Regions from separate parts of the Zea mays genome. Here all the other regions are linked to region 2. Evidence: chromatin contacts called from public Hi-C data. All regions are on one chromosome and are shown on one strand. Each heading gives the region's core, a stretch centred on a gene start, on an enhancer-like site or on the middle of the called end of the contact. The rest is flanking DNA. Distances are from core to core; before and after follow the strand shown. Region 1 overlaps LOC100272777. Region 2 holds the start of LOC542581 (elongation factor 1-alpha). Region 3 holds the start of LOC100274129.

Region 1 (4,198 bases), core at 366-2,865, 400 kb after region 2:
TTATTCTTTTATTATCGCACGGTTTCTGATCGGGTCGGCGCTCCGCGCGACAGGGGATTCGTGGCTGCCGGAGGCAATAATAGCGCAAGATGCTACCGTAACTGTGAATGCGAAAATATTTTATTGCCAAACATGTCTTCGATTTTACTTATATATAAAAAAATACTTTAGTTATGTTATAACAATTAACAAATCATGGTATGTGGTTTAGAGAACTGAGTTGTCAGACTCAGACAGGGTCTAAATGTGCTGTCTTAGACTAGCTCTTTATTAAAAGCTATGAGCTCCTTTGAAATGCAGGAATTTTAGTGAAATCGTGTATAGAAAGTTTATAGAAATTAGCTTATTTTCACAGAAAAAACGAAAAAACACCGCAATCCAAAGGAACCCTACATTTTCTATGTGTTCTATTAAAATGTAAAAGATATCCGCCCTAAACAAAAGCCTATCTCACTGATCGCAAGCATGAACCGCTAATGCCAACCCTTGACGGCTAAGCAAACGTAACCGATCGCCAAGAACGAGCAGGATACCAAAAATATTAACCCCCTCTACGTGGCCATGTTTCCCATGTTACAAGCGAAGGAGATAAGCCTATAGGTGTACATTTGTGCTGTGCCTAATAGGCCGGCCCAAAGCACACAATTTCTGGCACGATCCATATCTGGCACGGCCCAACCTAATTGTGGGTCTGGGCCGGCACGGCCCACATTGTGGGCCGTGCCTGGGCCTCAAGTCAAGCCCACGGGCCGGCCTCGCACGGCCCATTTAACTAAGCCACACCGAGGCCCACTAAATATAGACTCAGTATTTAACTAAGGTCCGTCAAAGCCCACATGACTAGCATAACTTGGAGAATCTAGAGCTTCATTAAGCCATCGAGAACCAATACCTAGATATGGATAGTGAATAGTGATGATGATCATTGTATATGTATTCTGTATGAATGTATAGTACTTAATTAAACACTAAACAGAGAACTGAATATTATTTGTGAGCTAGTTGTAATATTTTTTTCTTTCTGACCAAAGGTTTATAATGTGCATCCACAAAACATCTTAGTTTTATTTTGGTCATATATATATTATACTTTTTGTTGATGTATTACTGTTGTATGTATATGGGCCGGTCTGGCACATTAAGGTATTTTGGGCTATTTAGGCCGGCCTGGCACACATAACTAATTGTGGGCCGTGTCGTGGGCCGATGACTGGACACACGTGCTGGCACGGCACGGCCCATAATTAGATATGTGCTTTTGTGGGCCGTACATTTCTGGGCCGTGCTTTTGTGGGCCTGTGCCGTGCCGGGCCAGGCCGGCCCACATGTACATGTATAGATAAGCCAACGGCACCGCATTATCCATATGCAAAGGATGGACAGGGAATGCTGTTTTAACAAAACGGCAGCGGCTAAATTAAAAGGGGATGCGAAAACGAAAGCACGTACTTTTTCCGCGGCCGGGCCTGCGTCAAAGCCCCTGGGAAAAGAGTTTTAGTGCCATATTTCATATAATATATACTCCGTACATCTGTGCGCGTCAGTTGTACACTTGTCTAAACACGCCTTGAAATCTGCTGGCCAGACAACGGTTTCCGTACCCGGTTGTTCTTACACTACTCACATCAAGCTACATGCAAGTGCCCAGGGCAAACGCTTCTAGAGTATTTGGCCATCCACCTGGTACCATGGCTGGAATATTGCAGGCAGAGGCAGGAAAGCAAGCAACAGACCTTAGATTCCCACGCGCCCCTTTCGAGAAAATGGAACCACTCCAGTTAGTTCATGAAGACACAGCATTTATTGTTTCTGTGGGCATCGCATTTCTGTTTTGTATACATTATTATTGCAGCACAAATAAGAAAACTGAGTGTGGCAGGCCATATTTCACACACTCAACTCAGCCTCGGCCCCTAATGGCTCGAAAACTGATTCGACCTCGGCCATGTTTACTTCTTCCAGAGTGGCTGGATTCCACTTCGGATTCTGCAAAGTGATAGGGAAATTCAATGAGAAGCCAATTCCTTTTTACTTAATCTTCTTGGATAATAAATTAAATGCAGCCGACCACCCTATACTTCCATAACATAATAACTACTCACTCTATTCTTTTTTATTTGTCACGGTTTAGTTCAAAAATAAACTAACGGACGACAAATATTCGAGAACGGAGGTAGTATCAAGTTAGCTATGGAGATAAAGCAAACCCCAAACCGAGTTGCACCAAAGTATAATCTAGTTAGGCCTTGTTCGGTTATTCCCAATACACATGAATTGAGTGGGATTGAAAAAAATTAAAAAGAAGTTTGACTTGTTTGGGATTCAAACTCATCCAATCCCACTCAATCCACGTGGATTGAGAGATAACCCAACAAGCCCTTAACCGTTTTGCCACCAATTGCGCCCAGTTTGCAAGACATGGACCAGGTTCCCCAGGTTATAGCTTAGTTTGCATTTTGCAACTAGCACGGAGGACAGGCTGGATTGGTCTCCACCAGTTTCAGAGCAGATTTGATTAGTCGCTGGGTTGAGCCAGTCCTAGTAGTTTCAACAGGTTCCTGATAGGTTTCGGGACACCACTGCCCTGGACAGAGTGACGCTGAGGAAGTACCCGTTCCTTCCACTCGGTCTGCGCCATAGATGTCAGCAACACAGACAATGCCGTGGATCTTGCCAAGAGGTGTTTGGCAAGGGTCGAGTGAAGCTGTAGCCTAGGGGCACATATGGCAGCACACGCTCCATCTCCGTTGAAGCATCTGGTTATCTGATCAGGAGAGATCAAGCATGTGTGGCTGCCATGGGTGGATTAAGGGTGCTGGAAAGATCTCAAACTTGTCGGAACTCAGGAAGACTTCACGAGTGGCCAGGAAGAGGAAGATCCAGGAAGAACTAGGAAGAGACATCTAAGAGGATGCAATGGAGAAACCTAGACTCAGGAAGAGAACGGGTTACTAAGATCATGACGTGGCTTAGTGTGCCTACTCAACATGTTAGGAGACTTGTTAAAGTGTCTCGCAGTCGCAGGCTTCTTGACATGAGGACTTTCTACATTCTCGAACTAATATTTATCGTAAAGACCTAGTGTTTAAAGTTGCTACAATAACTGCTAAAAGCTTATCCTGGATTTAGTAAGGCCTATCCTGCCAAAAAACAGGATCCTGCAAAAACAGACAGGAAACACACCGTCCAGCTACACATCCTGTTTCCGTATTTTTCCGCAAATAAGGAAAAGGGTGAGATAAATGTAGAAACGTAATGTGACAGGATGAGATTTATCCTTCTTGGATGAAACAATTTAGAGCTAGTTTGGGAACCCCATTTTCCCAAGGGATTTACATTTTCCCAAGGGAAATTAGTTCATTTTCCCTTGGAAAAATAGGAATCCCTTAGGAAAATGGAGTTCTCAAACTAGCCAGAAAATCATATGGATAACTTGCCTGGTCCTTGTCAACTAAAACAGCACGCACACCTTCAACAAAATCGTTTCTAATCGACGACCTCAAGGCAATGCGATATTCCAATTTCATAACACCAGCCAGCTGAAACACACCAAACACCAGAATTAGCAATACATAGATAAGTGGTTCATGAACAATTGAAATTGTTCAGTCCTAGAGGATACTAGATTCACACCTTAGATAAATAGTGTTCACTAGTCCCATATGCTGATGCAACTTGAGAGAAATGCTTCTGTGTTAAACAAAGAGAAAATGGAGCGCCTTTCTCAATTCCTGCTAAAGCTTCATTGGCCCATTCTGCCACTGCAGCCACCAGAGGAACAGTTAAGTGTGTAAATGCAGTTATCCCTTCTTAAGCCACTATTGCATTAAATTCTTACATAGCACAAAGAAAGTAGGGGAGTTTTTTAAAAGTCAACAGTTGCATGTGAGTAATACATTAGTGTTGCCAAGGTGCACTAAAAGGGAATGTTTCATAGCGGGTACCTGCAGCATCACCACTTCGGCTACATTTCTTTAGCTCTTCCACAGATTCAGCCACTGATTTATCAGGACTGAAAGAAGAAATGATATATGGCAAAAGCTTTTTTAGTTGTGGTTCAGACTCTGGTTCTTTCTTGTATCCTGTCAGAACTGACTCAACGTCTCTATGAGGATCATTGGTGCTGCAAAACAAGATCAGATATCAAGGTACCATCAAAATCTACAGACGTGCAAGCAAGCACTTATTCCATCATGGG
Region 2 (4,774 bases), core at 800-3,299:
AGTGTTCTCACGCACCAGGCGCCAGGCGGCCTCCTCATGCTGGATAAATCGTGACGCTTCCAGATGATACATCTCCCTCTTGGCTGCCGGGCGGCACTCTCCATGGTGAAGAGGGTGTCGACCGCGATGGCTACAACGACGACGATGGAGCACTTGACGCCCCCAACAGATGCGAGCCATTCTCCTCCTCCCTACGTCCTTTCCCCCTCCACGACACCATAACCGTGCCTGCTCCGCCGAATCTAAAGGTGTCAGGATCCCCAATCCTTCCCCTCCTCTCCCCCTCTCCACGACGCTGCAACTGTGCTCGCATCGCCATCCCCTCCCCTCCCCTGTCTCCAAGCCAGGAATCCCATCCCCACCCCAATGTCGCAGTTCTGCTCGCGTTGGCCGGATCTGTGAATGAAGAACCCACGGTTCCACGACCTCCTCTTCGTGGAAGCCTAAAAGGCATCACCCCCATAAGCGAGAGGGAAAAGACACATTCCTATATATTCTCTTAGTTTGTCCGCTGTTGTCTAGAAACATCATGTAATGAGGCTGGGAAACGATCCCACGGAGTGCTCCCGTGTCCGTCGCCTCGGTTCGGCAGAGGCCAGCAACCGCGGCACCTGGTCCACAGCAGCAGCCACCACGACTCGCTAGGGCTAGGCCGACCTAGATGATATGCAGTGAGCTGATGGGAGGGATGGGCGAGCAAGAATTGGTACAGTAACCGGGAGACGATCTTGATTTATTCCTTATGTCATGAATTCCTTTTTATTTACACCCACACTTTCTAACTTTCGTACAATGATTCGTATATTTAAAACAAGGCTAACTTATGTTCTCATGCTTTACGAACCCTGGCATATGTCGCAAAAAATCCTTACCTAAAGAACTAACTCTGCAGCCTCTTCAAGCTCTAGATTTCAATTCTTATGGCCTAAGAAGTGTTTTTTTATTTCATAATATAAGCTTTCACAACAATCTAATTCTTGGAGTCAGATTCTATAAATACCCAACATTTACTAACCTACATTTTTTTTTCAATTGGTGCCATGACCATCACATAATGTTGATGAGCTATTCCCTCCAAGTTGCTGATTGCATGTGGATTACCATGCATGGCTATTTGCTATTTGGTTGTCTCGACCTTTCTTAGGATCTATTGGATGTAATACATATTATCATTATTTAGCTAATATTTGCTAACTACTACCTAGCAGAGTGGATAGTAGGTTGTGGTGTTTATATCCATAACTAATGGGTTAATTAATAATTGGAGAGTAATGTTCCTGTTAGCCCCCATTGTTTGGGTAGATAGTAAGATAATGGGGATTTAGAAACAATCTAAAGTTTATTACAATCTGTTATCTAGACCTATTTATATCCATAGAGCTAAAGTTTAGCAGATTGCTACATCCTCATTATTAGTTTGGAGCCAAACATGTCCTGATTGTATAATTTAAATGTTTATAGGAGTAACCAATTTGTTTTAGCTTTGCTATTTTACGAGTGTCAAGATGCTTAACTATTTCATACTTGCTTTGTAGGAATGTTCGATGCCGACAACATCTTGCTCTACCAGAAGGTACCAGCTCCAAATCAAGAACCAAAATTTAGGAAAAATACGAACTGCAACCTTATCCGTCATCTTTAGTAATTCATGTGTTTATCTTATTTGCACCAAGAACTATGCTGGAGGCTATAAAACTATGAATGTTATTTGTGACATGTAAATAATACTAGCTTGTACATGCATCTAAATGCATATAAGAAACACAATGCACCTTTTGTTTGCATTCCATGTAAATTATAAATTAAATCCAAACATTGAAAAATTACAAAACACACACACACAACACTATGCGCGCATGGGCGCGCGCAAGACACTAGTACATAATAATAACGATATTGTTCGCTTCGGATTAAATTAAACCAAGCGAGTATGCGTGCATGTGTACGTCGGATGCTTTGTTTGTTCATTTGTGGCCCGTGAAGTAATATTTGGGCCCAATAGCCCATTCATCCATGTCCTAACCCTAGGGCGCGTTCCTTATAAAACCTATCTCCATTCTGTTCTCACTCTCAGACACCAGACGCAGTCGGCTGCCGCAGACTGGTAGTAGCCGGCGCGCCGTCACCGTATCCTCAGATCAGAGGCGAGCAGAAACCACACCACTCTACTGACGCCCGACGAGGTACACTTCCGCGCGCGCGCTTCTCTTCCTTCTTTTTTCGCTCGACGAGGTACTCTGCTTCACGCGCGGGCGCGCTTCTCTTCCTTCTCTTTTCGCTCTGCCTTGAGCCTGTTCGTTTGATGCCCAGATCTACTAGGTTTGTCGATCGTCGTTATGTGTGATGAGCTGAGCCGATTCATGCACTGTATTTTTAATTAAGTGTTTTTTTCCTCCGCCGCTACCTTTATTGTCTATGTATGAACTTGCAGCTTACAACTGGTTATTGAGCCATAAATTGTAACTGAGTTTCCGAGATCTATAATATTACGTGGCTGAGGCGCTTCATCTCTGTTTTGTTTGTATGACAGTAGGAGTACTAATCCAAGTTTAGCTTCCGCTTCTTCATCTACCTTTAGTATGTATTTCGTATATAAATACGATTGCAGTTTGCAACTGATTCTCGGCCATAGATGATTACCGTTGCGTTGTTCATCGGGTCTAGTTTCGGATCTCTGATGTTGTGTGGGTGGGGTACTTCGACTTGGGTTTTCCTGCCCTTTGTTTGATTACTGGTTTATTGACATATATTTATCTATTGACTTTTTATCTGCTATGTTTGATGTAAGCAGCAGTGTAACATTTTCCTTCAGCCATGGGTAAGGAGAAGACTCACATCAACATTGTGGTCATTGGCCATGTCGACTCTGGCAAGTCGACCACCACTGGCCACCTGATCTACAAGCTTGGAGGTATTGACAAGCGAGTGATTGAGAGGTTCGAGAAAGAGGCTGCCGAGATGAACAAGCGGTCATTCAAGTATGCGTGGGTGCTTGACAAGCTCAAGGCTGAGCGTGAGAGAGGTATTACAATTGATATTGCCCTGTGGAAGTTCGAGACCACCAAGTACTACTGCACTGTTATTGATGCCCCGGGACACCGTGACTTCATCAAGAATATGATCACTGGCACTTCCCAAGCTGACTGTGCTGTTCTTATCATTGACTCAACCACTGGTGGTTTTGAGGCTGGTATCTCCAAGGATGGCCAGACCCGTGAGCATGCTCTCCTTGCTTTCACACTTGGTGTGAAGCAGATGATTTGCTGCTGCAACAAGGTATGATTCCAGGAATTTCTATTTATTCTGGTTCATGAACTGAGATGCCTGTAAATGTATTTCAATAGTCTAGCAATATTTATCTTCTCTCAGTATTACTGCCTTCAAGTTGAAAATACTGCATTTGTGCTGTGATTGAATAGCTAATGTTAGTTGTATGCTAGTTTTGACAAAGTGAAACACTGATTGCTTGCATTTTAAAGGCCATCTGCTTCCTACATGTTTATGTATGATAGCAATCCATCTTTATTACTTCGCAAGTTAACATCTTTATTACCTCGCAAATTGGCATAATATAATATGGTTTTCCAGGATTTTTTCCCAATAGGTGATGTGTATTTATGATTTCACCTGTTTTTAGTTTTTTTTGTAGTTGGAGTACTTGCAATGTGTATGTGCTGAAAGCACAAGGAATTGCATAATTAACTGTTATTATATGATTGCAATTTGGTACTTATTTTACTTTGTCAATTAGTAGGATTTGTTGGCATGCACCTGATGAGCTCTGTATTTCTGTATACTTGCTTTAGGTTTTTATACAGCCTGCACTTGTTAGCATGAATAAATTTTGGAAATATGGTTTTCTGAATGGGGATTATTGTTGTTGACACCCCAAGAAATTTCATGCCATAAAAACAAGTGTATTGGGCCAGTTAGTTTTAATTAGTATGTTATTGCATTTTTAATGTTTGCTTGCTGTTAAGGTTGCTAGTTTCATTGAACTAATCGTATTGTTTGGGTTTTGCTGTTTTACAGATGGATGCTACTACACCCAAGTATTCAAAGGCCCGTTATGATGAGATTGTGAAGGAAGTCTCTTCCTACCTGAAGAAGGTTGGATACAACCCTGATAAGATCCACTTCGTTCCAATCTCTGGTTTTGAAGGTGACAACATGATTGAGAGGTCCACCAACCTTGACTGGTACAAGGGCCCAACCCTACTTGAGGCTCTGGACTTGATCAATGAGCCAAAGAGGCCTTCAGACAAGCCCCTGCGTCTCCCCCTTCAGGATGTGTACAAGATTGGTGGTATTGGAACTGTCCCTGTTGGACGTGTTGAGACTGGTGTCATTAAGCCTGGTATGGTTGTTACTTTTGGGCCTACTGGTCTTACTACTGAGGTTAAGTCCGTTGAGATGCACCATGAGGCTCTCCAGGAGGCCCTTCCCGGTGACAATGTTGGCTTCAACGTGAAGAATGTTGCTGTGAAGGATCTGAAGCGTGGGTATGTGGCCTCCAACTCCAAGGATGACCCTGCCAAGGAGGCTGCTAGCTTTACCTCCCAGGTCATCATCATGAACCACCCTGGCCAGATTGGCAATGGCTATGCCCCAGTTCTGGACTGCCACACCTCACACATTGCTGTCAAGTTTGCTGAGCTCGTTACCAAGATTGATAGGCGATCCGGCAAGGAGCTGGAGAAGGAGCCCAAATTTCTCAAGAACGGTGATGCTGGTATGGTGAAGATGGTTCCCACTAAGCCCATGGTGGTGGAGA
Region 3 (4,455 bases), core at 988-3,487, 400 kb before region 2:
TGCGCTCTGCATCAAGCCGATAGCAGCGATTCGTTATTTTAGAGGGCATTTGAGAGATTAACCTGCTATCTTTGCCGCTAAATTTGTTGAGCGAACACGAGGAACTTCAAGTGCTTGCGACAGTGACTTAAGCCGCATGTCAGGTTGTCATGAAAAATCCAGATTTGCTAATCGAGACATGTTTAGTCTTGTTTGCTGAATCGTTCCTTTTTCTAAGTCTCTGATCAGCAGACCGTATATATAGTTCTGGAAAACACTATTTTGTACTCTAGATTGTACGAAAGCAAAATTTGAAATAGGAAGTAAGATAGAAGATGAGATGAAAATGAGCAAGAATAATAAGAGCCTCCAAACAGGCTAGGTATAGGGGAGAGATGAGGAGAGGAAAGAGGTTTACAGTCGGTTTAGACAAAAAAAAATTAAGAAGCCATGTGAGAAAGACAAGTGGAGTCATGTATTAATAGTGAAGAGCTAAATATTATACAAATGAGCTAAATGGTAGACTGCAACTGTCCTTGCCATCAATGGTCGGCTATATTATTAAACTTACTCTGACAACCCGTTTGGGTGTAGATATTGAAGTCTAGAATTAGAAATTGGAACCAAGATTCCTAAATTATGTTGTTTGCTTGTATAATGAATTTATAGTTTAAATTAAAGTTCAATTCCTCAGTATTAGACTATAACTAGAAGTTGTCTCACATAATTTAGAGAATAGACCTTCTGTATTGGTTGGAATTGCAATTCCAGATACATCCAAACAACAGATTTATATTGCAACTCATTTCCAATATCAAGAAGATTTAGTATTAATCTAATTTAATTCTACCATCCTTAATGCCTACATCCAAACAGACACTGAAGGGAATTTTTTTGGTTGGTCATAGGGTTGAAAACGAACGGGTAAAATCTCGTCCCGATCCGTACCGTTTTCCATATTTGATTCTCTCGTTTTTTAAATTTGTGGAAAATCCATAAATAGTTCGAAAACGAGAGACGGTCGGGTTGAACCCGTATTTGAGAAATCCAAGATCAGCCCAATATATATTAGTGCATTAGTTAAAGCCTCATATCCTTATATGACAAATTATATCACAAGAGGTCGTTATAGCCATCGACTCAGTGACAAGTGGTCTAAAGACTTAAACAACACCACTCATAGCTATAAGTACATCATAAACAAGCAAACAACAACTAAGTGTTACCTCTATGTATCTATTTGTTTCATGTTATTATCTTGCCATTCAATAACTAACTAACCACCAATATTAGTGTGTTTGTATAAGTTACAAGTTTCGGCTTAATATTCACGTCCCTTTTTTACACCCATTTATTCTACATCTATTTTCGTTCCTGGCTATTCTAGACCTGGTCTCGTTTTCACCAATAAAATACGGAAATGGAAACGAGAGGGGTTTTCTGTCTATTTTCGTTCGTTTTTATAGTCGGTCATGTGTTGCAAGTATAGGTGACCAGATGGGTCAAGTTATATGGGACGACACGAGGCACCACCATTTTGGCCGGCATGAGACCCATCATGGGTCGTGCTTGGACTTAGGTACAAGCCCATTGGGCGACACAGGCACGACCTATTTACTGTCAGCTCATTTAGCACGATGCTAATCACGGATAGCCCATCAAACCGACCACGACTTAGCATGACCCGTTTGTGGCCTAGTCTTGTCCTAATCTAGGCCACCATAATATATATAAATATGACCAACTCAATCCCCACTTTCATCTATTTTCGAGTTCTGTAAAAAAATGAGAAAAATAAGCAACAAAAAATAGGAAAAATAAATTATTTTCAAGCTATGTTATAAGGCAGACCTTTGGTCACTCAGAACCTTAGCACGATACGACATGATAGTCTATCATAACCCGTTTTAAATTAGTAGGGTTATGTTTGGGCTCAGACTTCGGCTCACGGACAGACACCATAACCCCGCCCGCTATTTATCTGTACCGTGTCTCGGATCGATTAAATCGGCACGGCCCATGACGGGCTCCGGCCGTGCTTGCACGGCACTGTCCATTAGCCACGTGTAGTTGCAAGGTGTGACGAGTGTTAACTTCACCCGTCCAATCGATTTTAACACGCGGGGGCCTGCGGTTAGAGATTGGACAAGGCCCGCCAGTAATCTTCTGGTCCAAATGTTAACACGCGCGCAATTGTAAAAGAAATATATGTCTATATAGTAAAACGCGAAGAGAGAGATACTTCTGCGGAAACGAATGGCAGCAGCAATGGCCAACACCACATGCCTCCGCTCCCGCCTCCTCGTCCTCCCACCGCCACCGGCGCCCCGCACCGTCGTGTCCTTTCGTCTCCGCCCATGCGCTACTACGATCTCCTCGTCCTCCCGAAAGAGGAGACCCCGTCTCGCGGCACGGGCGGCGCCGCCCGGCGGCGCTGTGGCCCCGGCGTCGGCCGCGTCGAAGGAGGATGACCAGGGGGAGATGGGCAGCGGCGGGGGCCTCTCTGCGGATGATGCAGAGAGGCTGTGTCAGTTTCTGCGGGCCGACCTGCCGCACCTGTTCGACGACGTCGGCATCGACCGGTCCGCGTACGATGACCGCGTGCGGTTCCGCGACCCTATCACCCGCCACGACACCATCGACGGCTACCTCTTCAACATCCGCCTCCTCAAGCTCCTCTTCCGCCCCGACTTCTACCTCCACGCCGTCAAGCAGGTTCAGCGCGCTCGACTCTGGCGAGGACTCGCCCGTGCGCAGCGAAGTTTCTAGTTGTGGCAGCTGTTGACTGTGCTGAATTTGGTTCTAGACAGGGCCGTACGAGCTCACCACGAGGTGGACCATGGTGATGAAGTTTATGCTCCTTCCCTGGAAGCCGGAGCTGGTCTTCACTGGCCTGTCGATCATGGGCGTCAACCCGAAGAATCTCAAGTTCAACAGCCATGTGGTTAGCACTCTTGCTTATCAGACGGAAATTAGATTCGTGTGGTTTTTGCCGCGCAGACATAAAACATTGTGTTCATTTCCCCTATTTGTTACCACATTGAGATACAGCGTATAAGAACATGCAAATGACAATAGTACATGTAAAGAGCAATATATAGTTACAAGTTGTCAGGTGAACTAGTTTGCACAGTACAAAAATTAACAGAGGTTTGTCTGACAAGTTTCCTGCCTGTTTCGTATACGCCATGCTGTATACTCAGTGGCAAATCTAGAGTAAATTTGACGGGTGTGCAATTTCTTCATGGATGCATATACATCAAGTAATGTGGGTGCATATATGGTGAAAATCTGCGCATTTTAACTGATTCTGTATTTTTTAGGGGTGCATTTGCACCCCCTAGAATGAACCTAGCTTCGCTCATGTGTATACTTGTAGTTCGTTGATAGCTTGTCAATTGTCATACACTAAACCCTATCCACTACCGGAATCCGGGCCTTTGCCGAGTGCCGGCCGGTTTGCCGAGTGCTTTTTATCGGGCACTCGGCAAAGCCGACTTTGCCGAGCGCCGCACTCGGCAAAGTCCTACGTCGAGTGTTACACTCGGCAAAGCCTTTGCCGAGTGTAAAATAGCCTTTGTCGAGTGTCTGAGACGCTCGGCAAAGGAGTTGTGTCCAGTAGTGATCCCCAGCCAACCATGATACAATGCTTCCTTGTACAATGGGGTGCTTAAATGAAACTTTTGTTTTGTTTCCACCATACCATTAGCACGTGATGCTTGAACACAGGATATAAACTTCTATACTGATGCTTAATGATATGGCTATAGTCCTACACCTAGCACTTAGCTTCCATAGCCCATATGGCTATTATTTTCTTTTCTTTTTTATGCTTTCTCCATGAACCCATGTACTGATTTATTTTGGTTCTGCTGTCACCTGCTATATGGGATATGGTTTTTTTTTGCATGCTAATCTTCTTCATTTAGATCATAGTAATCAACAATAATGTATTGTTTTAATTAAATGGTTCTCTATTTTTCTATTACCCTGAAGTGCAGGATCTTTGGGATTCGATACAAAACAACGAGTACTTCTCTTCTGAAGGACTATGGGATGTTTTCAAACAGGTAATCTGCAGTCAGCCTATTATTTTCTTTTCACATGTCAACAAGTATTTAGAGACTCTGGTTTTTGGCATCTTGTGCAGCTACGGATTTACAAGACCCCTGACATAGAAACACCAAATTACCTTATTCTAAAGAGGACTGCACATTATGAGGTATCAGTGCATCATCAATATTGAATTACTGATTTACAATGTGATTTGTCCTTGATCTACATATTGTGTATTCAGAGCAATCTAATGCATCATTTATACTTACGTTTTGTTTGATCTACAGTTTTCGTGTATAGAGTAATATAATGCATCATCTATACTGATTTACAATGTACTTGATCTAGAAGGGTAGATCTGGTGCAGTGGTGAAAATTGTCTCAATGAGTCACCACTCACCAGGTCGCGTGTTTGAAGTT

The links. Hi-C and Micro-C count contacts between places; a contact is called where the count stands out from the background.
Region 1: a contact with region 2 is called in a Hi-C map of tassel, with 2.5 times the contacts expected there. The contact joins the enhancer-like site here to the promoter of LOC542581 in region 2. A contact is called at or near these places in 2 of 25 Hi-C or Micro-C datasets (ear and tassel).
Region 3: a Hi-C map of ear shows a contact between it and region 2, with 2.4 times the contacts expected there. The contact joins the promoter of LOC100274129 here to the promoter of LOC542581 in region 2. A contact is called at or near these places in 4 of 25 Hi-C or Micro-C datasets (ear, leaf and tassel) and 1 of 3 datasets of contacts at active chromatin or transcription factors (leaf).

What each region holds. Positions count from the first base shown.
Region 1 is chr9:92,793,201-92,797,398 of Zm-B73-REFERENCE-NAM-5.0, forward strand. It overlaps LOC100272777, which reads right to left. Exons shown (of 10, transcript NM_001147230.1): 7 at 3,945-4,123; 8 at 3,634-3,761; 9 at 3,438-3,539; 10 at 1,497-1,986. The coding sequence ends at 1,888. Among protein-coding and RNA genes, the nearest start is that of LOC100272777, 13 kb to the right of the region's middle. Within about 2 kb of position 1,616, at least 14 of the 20 cell types and tissues checked have an H3K27ac peak or open chromatin away from gene starts, as enhancers often do. A contact at or near this core is called in ear and tassel, where this site is marked.
Region 2 is chr9:92,390,707-92,395,480 of Zm-B73-REFERENCE-NAM-5.0, forward strand. It overlaps LOC542581 (elongation factor 1-alpha), which reads left to right and starts at 2,050. Exons shown (of 3, transcript NM_001112117.2): 1 at 2,050-2,183; 2 at 2,792-3,276; 3 at 4,033-4,774. The coding sequence starts at 2,815.
Region 3 is chr9:91,987,051-91,991,505 of Zm-B73-REFERENCE-NAM-5.0, forward strand. LOC100274129 reads left to right here and starts at 2,238. Exons shown (of 9, transcript NR_158626.1): 1 at 2,238-2,694; 2 at 2,786-2,923; 3 at 3,981-4,049; 4 at 4,130-4,201. It overlaps LOC103638664 (protein FAR1-RELATED SEQUENCE 5), which reads left to right. Exons shown (of 2, transcript XM_008661510.2): 2 at 1-256. The coding sequence ends at 23.